2 separate regions of the Rattus norvegicus genome follow, and region 2 is linked to region 1. The links are chromatin contacts, called in public Hi-C maps. All regions are on one chromosome and are shown on one strand. Each heading gives the region's core, a stretch centred on a gene start, on an enhancer-like site or on the middle of the called end of the contact. The rest is flanking DNA. Distances are from core to core; before and after follow the strand shown.

Evidence for each region. A called contact is a pair of places that touch in the nucleus more often than the background predicts.
Region 2: a contact with region 1 is called in a Hi-C map of kidney, with 3 times the contacts expected there. The contact joins the promoter of Wnt5a here to the enhancer-like site in region 1. A contact is called at or near these places in 2 of 12 Hi-C or Micro-C datasets (kidney and mammary epithelial cells).

What each region holds. Positions count from the first base shown.
Region 1 is chr16:3,503,663-3,507,506 of GRCr8, forward strand. It overlaps Erc2 (ELKS/RAB6-interacting/CAST family member 2), which reads left to right. Exons shown (of 18, transcript NM_001401498.1): 16 at 536-670. Among named protein-coding and RNA genes, the nearest start is that of Wnt5a, 200 kb to the right of the region's middle. Within about 2 kb of position 2,044, at least 3 of the 93 cell types and tissues checked have an H3K27ac peak or open chromatin away from gene starts, as enhancers often do. A contact at or near this core is called in kidney, where this site is marked.
Region 2 is chr16:3,702,167-3,705,886 of GRCr8, forward strand. It overlaps Wnt5a (Wnt family member 5A), which reads left to right and starts at 1,499. Exons shown (of 5, transcript NM_022631.3): 1 at 1,499-1,737. The coding sequence starts at 1,732.

The sequences.
Region 1 (3,844 bases), core at 794-3,293:
TCTTTCAAAGAACAATGGCAGTTAAAATATGTGTAGACACCCTTTTCCTGAGAAGCCACTGTAGCAGCAAACTTGTCTCCATCAGTACTCCTGCATTTGGCAGTTTTGGTATGCACTTTCCTGCCTTGTCCTGTGAGGGCATTGTTTGTTATTCTGTGTCTCCACATATCCCTCTCCCAGCACTCCTTCCAGGGCCTCCTGGGGGCCTTCTCTAGAGTGTAGGATGTGACTATAGGCATCTTGTAAGTCCATCCTGGATCTCTTTGACTATACCTTACGATGTGTTTGTCTCCCTCTTAAAAAGTGCATTGACGTGTACAGGTGTTACCTAGCTAGCTCCAAGGGAATGATTTAAACTTCCTTTACCAAAGCTAATGGCACAACTCCTTTACTGCATTTCAATGTGCCTAAAAATGAGAACTTCTGGATTGATGTAAATGGAGCAGTCCTTGTAGGTGCTGTCATTGTGCCCTGTGCTTATTGGGCTTGTCGTCTAGCTCCTGATGGCGTCTTCCCTGCTTTTCCTTCTGCACAGACCCAGAATAGAATGAAGCTGATGGCAGACAACTATGACGACGACCACCACCATTACCACCACCACCACCATCACCACCACCACCGGTCTCCTGGGAGGTCACAGCATTCCAACCACAGGCCCTCTCCGGACCAGGTCAGTTTCATTGCTGCTTACCTCTAGAACCCCTCTTACGCTTTGGATATTTTAAGATAAAATAAATAATCCTCGAGAAATAATAAACAGCATAAAGTGATACGCTCTTTGAACTGAAACTAATAGCTTTGGTATTTATTTCCATCACTCGGGGAATCTAAATGTTTTCCTTTCTCCTTCCTCTTTAAGGTTTTGTCTTTTCTTGTTTATACTATGCATTTTCTTTCCTCCCCTCCTTTCTTCTTTCCTAGATATGCAGCTTGCTGCTGGCTCATATCTAAGGACTAGTTACTTTGGAAAGTACCTTTCCAAGATTTAAAAGAAAGCCCGCGATTCCCAAAAGCTTGGCAGCCAGAGAAACCATGAGTTTTCTGAGCTCTCTCCTGCAGAAGCTCTCAGTAGTGTGGGTTAGTGGTGAGGTACAACACCAAAAGGAGGCTCTGTTTTGCTGCCCTTTTTGTCAGCGACGTCAAGGAGTCCAGTTTATTTGCTTTGGAGCCTATCTCCTCCTTGACCAAGTAAAGCAAATGAAAAGACAAAATGACAAAACTGGAAAGGAAAAAGAGAAAAAAGCCTGCAGTTTTCAACTGGGTCCACACTCATCTACTATGCAAAAAGTATACTGTCTAGTAATAAAACTCCTGAAGGTGATTCATATGCAAATTACCAACCTGGGTGCAAATTAACCAGAACAATATAATCAATGTGAGTAGGTTTCTTTTCTTCTTTTACTGTTCCTTTGTAATGGTGGATCATAACATGGTTTGTGCAATAAATTCCATGTGGTGGGTGGGATTAGGTAGGGGCACAGAATCCCCTGTGGAAGCCAGAGTACCTCAGACACAGGCAAGAAGCACTGTGGTACTAACTGCATGTAGAGAGCACATCAAAGTTTGCTTGTTATCAGAGGCCTCTCTTCTTCATGCCATGGGCATCCCAAAGAAGCTAGTTAAGGTCTAGTCCTTAAAATGTTTTGTCAGAAATAAAACTCCAGGGGGAGCCAGTTATATAGAACACAAACCATGGAAATAGTGACCTTTGTACCCTGAAGAACTTACCCTCAGAGACCCCAGGACTGCAGAAGGTTGCCTTACATGGATTTGAGGATTTCCAAAGCCATGTGCAAAAAGGCTCCAGTGCATAACCTTTGAAACAGCCTAGAGTCTGGTGACCTTGAAAGACTAATTGTATGTCCTTGGTTTTGTTCGGTTTTATGTATCAGTTTTTGCCCCTGCCACCTCATGCCCACTCCTGCTCATCCCAGCATATCTGAGATCACTGCCCTTGTTTGCTGCCCCTTGGCACACCGCCTGTTGTTCCTTGGCATTCTCCCATGACTAGTCAGTGTGAGGCTTCATTGGCGTGAGGCCCAAAGACCTCTCTTTGGCTGTCCTCCTGAACCAAGAATGCCAGAAGGCCACCCTGGACTTTCCTCTCCCCAAGACATAGTAACAGAAATCATGGAAGGATACCAGGAAGAACTGGAGTAAGTCAGCCACAGACATGTTGACATAACAGAGACATGTGTCCTAATATGCCCTGCTGGAAATGGTGACCAGATCAAATCTGTCTGCTTTGCGAATAGTACTTCTCACAAAATCTCAACTCCTGACACTTCTCCATGGACTGGCAATAGAGTGTCTTGCCTGTTCAATTGCTCCCTCCTGTGTCTATATCATTAAAGGTTTCCACAGAGCAGCCATGGTCCTGCAACATTGGGGCTCCAAAAGTTGTCTGCCTGACACATGCCCTAGGGCCCTTGGACATGTCTGCAGTTAGTGAATGCTTTGAACAACACTTGGGCACAGGATTAGAACCTACATCCTTCTTCAGGAAAAAAAAATCCCATGCTCCAGAAGGAAGGCTACCTGGCTAGACTTTGGTTACCAGTAGTTTGCTCTGTCAGCCAATCCCTGGAGCAAATGTCACATGCCAGATCTATGTAGAGCCTAGAGAAGACTATGCAGGCAAGATAAAACCCTGTCCTCACAGTGCTTGCTCTTCAGATCCAGCACAACAATCTAGGTCCCTTAGTGTCTACTCACTGTTTTTTCTTGTTCATGTCGATCAGAACAAGATAGGTGAAAGGCTGATGTTAATTAGGGCCATGCTTTCTGCGCTTACAGTTTATGGTAGAAGCAAAATGGCCTTACCCAGAAGGGGAATTTTACAATTTCCAGTGAGCAAAGGAGAGTTAAGCACGGACCTCTGCTGTGCTGCTTGGTGGGCACCGGAAATGGACTTACTAGAACTCCTGTGTGAAATTCCCTGTTAGACCATGGCCTCCAGATTTAGAAAACGGCGTCCTCCCCTGCACTGGTATCAATGACCTAATATCAATGGGGGCATCGTTAAGGAGCTCAGTCACAGAATGTAGCACTTATGAAAACCCACAAAGTCTCTCCCATCTGATCACCCCCACCCCCATGCAGGACTCGATAGCGTGGTGTACAGTGATGCCCCAGAGGCTAGAGCTACTCCTTAAGAGAAACTGAGAGCCATGTGTTGGAATGTGCCATCCTGACAGTCTAGGCAAGGAGCTAATTTGTGTGAGATTCCGTTTGATGTCCACTGTGCTCAGTCAGCTGAGCTGACCTAAAGGGAGAAGATGTCTTCCTGTGAGTCTTCCAGCCTTGGCCTTCCCTCAGGGTCAACCAGCTGTGTCTTCAGGACAAGCAGCCACAAACCCTTGCCCTTGCTTCCTGAAGTGGAGGACAAGATCTGAACACATGAAAGCGAGGAACTATGAAAAATCAGTCACTTTGTTACGTTTCCAGAGAAACTCACTTTTCTCCCCCTCAGGAAACACACGTATTGCCAGGCACTAGCAGAATTATATTTCTTTTCCATTTCTCTCCTGTCCCTTTGCCCTTCACTGTGAGTTTTTGATTTCTCTTTGAACGAAACTGAATCTAAGCATTTTAAGTCTAAACTCACGTTTCCCCAAGTAACGGCTAGAACATTAGTCCCACGAGGGACGTCTTGGACCACGGTAGGCCAAGAATTTCGGGAAAGTAGTGCACATTTTAACTCTGTCTCCTGGCCTCACAGTCCTGTTAGCAGATCAAGGGATCTAAAGTGGCATATAAGAGAGAAAGCTCTATAATCTTATTTAATCCAGTGTTTCCCAGACTTATTTGATCATGGCTTTAATTTTTTTTTCCTGCAACATCT
Region 2 (3,720 bases), core at 249-2,748, 200 kb after region 1:
GGGGATGGGGAGCCTTGAGGAGGGGGCCCAAGGGGGAGCGTACCCCGCCTCCCGGCACCCCGGCCCCGTAGTACAGCTTTAAAACTCTGCGAAGTTTGTCATAGGACAGCCTCACCACGCATGCGCATAGGCAAAGTTGACTTTTCTCCCCCCCCACCCCCCTTTGCCTCTCCAGCCGCGTTTGGTTCTGCAACTTTAAAAATATTTTTTTTTCGCTGAGAACACCAAGGGAAAGAGGAGTCTGGAGAGAGGGAGGGCGAAAGTGAGGGAGCTGGTCAGAAGGACCGGGGGGTGGGGGGGGCACGCGGTCCCCACGCTGGGGCAGTTAGTCTGTGGGGCACCGCAGCGCGTGGAAAGTTGCTGCAGGCTCCGAGGAACGCCTCCGCCGTCCGGAGTCCGGATTGTGCGGCTGTTGCTTCGCTAGCTCCTTCCGCGGCCTCCTCTGGGCCCCACGACCGCCCCTCGGACCCCGGCCGCGACCGAGGAGGTGGGCAGCCTCGGCCGCCATGGAACTCTGGAGTTGAGTCGCCACCGCGGAGCTCCGCGCCCTCCGTCTTCTCCCTCTGTTCGCCCTGGAAAGGCAGGGGGTGGAAAGAAGAAGGTTAACCCGAAGGAAGAAAGAAAGAAAGGAAGAAGGGGACCAGAAGGGGGAAGCCAACGTTCCCCCACGGGCTAGCTGTCCATCAACGGCTCAAGCCACCAAGTGGCAGAAAGTTCAGGGCTGCCTTGAACCCATTTTCTTTGCGCCTGGTATTTGCCAGACTCTAAAATGAAACGACAAAATTTGGCGCTGACTCTTGCAGCTTTGATGGCGACTTGGGCGATTTCAGCGGCATCTCCCAGAGAAAAAACCATGCGTGCCTGATTGTTCTGTAGCCCCATAGCTGCTGCTGCTGCTGCTGCTGCTGCTGCTGCTGCTGCTGCTGCTGCTGCTGCGTGTGTCTGTGTGTGCGAGCGTGTCTCTGTGTCTGCGTGTGTGTGTGTCTGTGCGCGCGTGTCTCTCTCTGCGTGTGTGTGTGTGTGTGTGTGTGTGTGTGTGTGTTTGGATGTGTGTCTGTGTGTACACAGACGTCCACTAGCTAAGTCAGCTGCAGGAGCAGCCCCTGGATGCAGACGTTTCGGTCACAGACCCGGAGAGGAGGAGCTGACAATCAGGAGGCGTGAGCCGCCAGAAGTCTGCAGAATTCGTGGTGTGAATGAACTGGGGGCATCTTGGGCATAGGGATTGCCCCCCCTTCCCCGCCTCGGGCCACCGTTGAGTAGTTGGGCATTTTTTTTCACCTTCTTGTGAAGAATTTTTTTTATTATTTGTTGTAAAGTCTTTTGCACAATCACGCCCACATTTGGGGTTGGAAAGCCCTAATTACCGCCGTCGCTGATGGACGTTAGAGAGGGAGCGCCTCGCCGCGGAACAGTCGCCTGCGCGCCCTCGTCGGACCCGCGGCTCCTACACTGTGTCCCCGCTCGGCCCTGCGCTTGCTGCTCGCCCGCGCGCGCCGGCGCCCTCTCGGTTCTTGGGCACATTTCCACGCTATACCAGCCCCGCAGCCCGAGCCCGGGTGCCAGTGCTCGCTTCCGCTCCGGGTCGCTGCGCCCACCCGACGCGCCCAGGAGGACTCCGCAGTCCTGCTTTGAATCGTCCCCCCAGGCTTAACCCCGACGCTTCGCTTGGATTCCTCGGCCCCCTTCGCTGGGGTGGCGACTTCCTCTCCGCGCCCCCTCCCCCTCGCCATGAAGGTAAGTGTTCTGTGCGCACGGACGCTCCCTACTTTTTTTTTTCTTTTCAAAGTTAACTGAACTCTTTCAATCTATCCTTATCCCCTCGGTTTCTCCAACTGCCTAGAGAAAGCTACACTCCGGTGTCGCTGGCAGGGACTCCGATCTTTTTGTCCCTTACCCTGGGGACACTGACTCTGCGTCCTTGGAGACTTTTCGCACAGGCTATTCTTCAAACCTGTTCAACTATGGAGAAGAGTGAAGGCAGGAAAGATAGTTCAGGTCACCGACGGCATTTCTTTTTACCCTCGAGAACCCGGAGTGTAGTTTTACTATGTGTATTTCGGCAACAGGATAATGATTCGATTCATCAAGTATATATCAAACGCCCATTTCCCCGGCACGCGGAGATTGTGTGGATGGAGAGCTGAGGCCGGACGAGGACTGGGTTAGGAGAAACGGCGAGACTAGGGAAACTAGGGGCCACCTACCCTGGAGCAATGCACTCCCCACCCCCAACCTCCGATCAGGGCCCAGTCCCCAGCTCTCCAGGTCGAGTAACCCGAGCGTTCCAGGCCCTTGTGCCTTTAAGAGTGCCTGGCGGGGGGCCAGAGCGCACCCCGCGCGGGGAGCGGGGTCGCGTTATTAGCTTTATTAGCGGCCTCTGGGTGAGCTCAGGCCCTTTACTGCAGCATTGGGGGCGGGGAGTAGTGGTCCTAGTGGCTTTAATCCTACCCCCTGAGCGGAGTCAGCCTAGTGCTTTAGAGACTCAAGGGCCTCTGCGTTGCGAGAGCGGGCGGGGGTTAGTTTGTGAATTCGTGTTTGTTTTAATTGTCAGTTGCATGTTAAAGCCGAGTCACACACTCTGAGGGTCACCCAGAGTTCACTTTTACAAAAAAGTTAACGTTTCATCTTGGAATATAACTAGCAATTTTCCAAGCAACTTTTCTTCGGGTTGCCCTCCACGTCTCGATAACAATTTCCACTTATACTTCGTATCTCTCGTTTCCAGCTTTCTAGTAGGGAGTAAGACGAAAATCGGAACGAAGCTGTTTCCTAAAAGCAAACAACCTTCTTTCTTCAAAGGGTTTAAACCCTAGTGCTTCTAAGGCCCTGTTTTACCCTCCATGCCCTGTCTGAGTCACAGCTCTGTGGTCGTACTTTAAATGGACAATTCGCTCTGGGGAAATAACTTGGGCCCGACAATGAGGACGCACCTCCTCAGCCTCCGCTGTCTTGACGATATTAGCACACCTAGCCAGATTTGGTTTCAAGACATTTTCCATCAGACGAGGCTTTTTTTTTTCCCTGGGGGCGGTGGGGGTGTGTGGAGGAGACAATGTCGTAAGTACTCAGCGACTGGGGAATGGCGGAAAGTAGGGTATAGGTGGACGCGTTGGGACCCTTGCTCTGCTTTGGGGGCTTGGGGAGCTGGAGATCAGTCTTTGCCAAGCCGGCTTTAGTCTTCTTGGCGGTTCGATCCGAGATCCTGGGAAGGAGGCCCAGCCTAAGACTCAGGTCTTCCCTTTCAGAGCGCTCCTGTGCACAAGGGGCAAGCTACGTGCCGGCAAAACTGAGCTTTAACACGGCCCTTCTAACCGGCCGCGCGGTGCCGGCTGCCCCCTGTTGGCCATCTGGAAGTAAGGCCCCTCTGAGTTTCAGTCCTACTTGCACCCCTGGCGACAACTCTGCTCCACTCTCCCACCAAGACCTTTCTCTGCCAGGGGGACAATCTGTGTTGCCCTGAGCTTCGAATAGAAAAGGGCCTTTGGTATAACCCACCAGAGGCCTTGGGCAATTTGGACGAAGGATTTCGACCCTTTCTAAGTCAGTGGTGAGGGGGTGTCACAGTAGAAGGCCTCGGGTGTGTCCCCTAATTGTCTCACCAATTCTTTCTGTGGTCCTGGATTCTCGTGGCGTTCCCCTCTCTCAGCCTCTCCTTCTTCATCTATTAAACACAAAAACGAAAACAGCGATTTCGTCTTCCTTTATGAATTTCGTCTG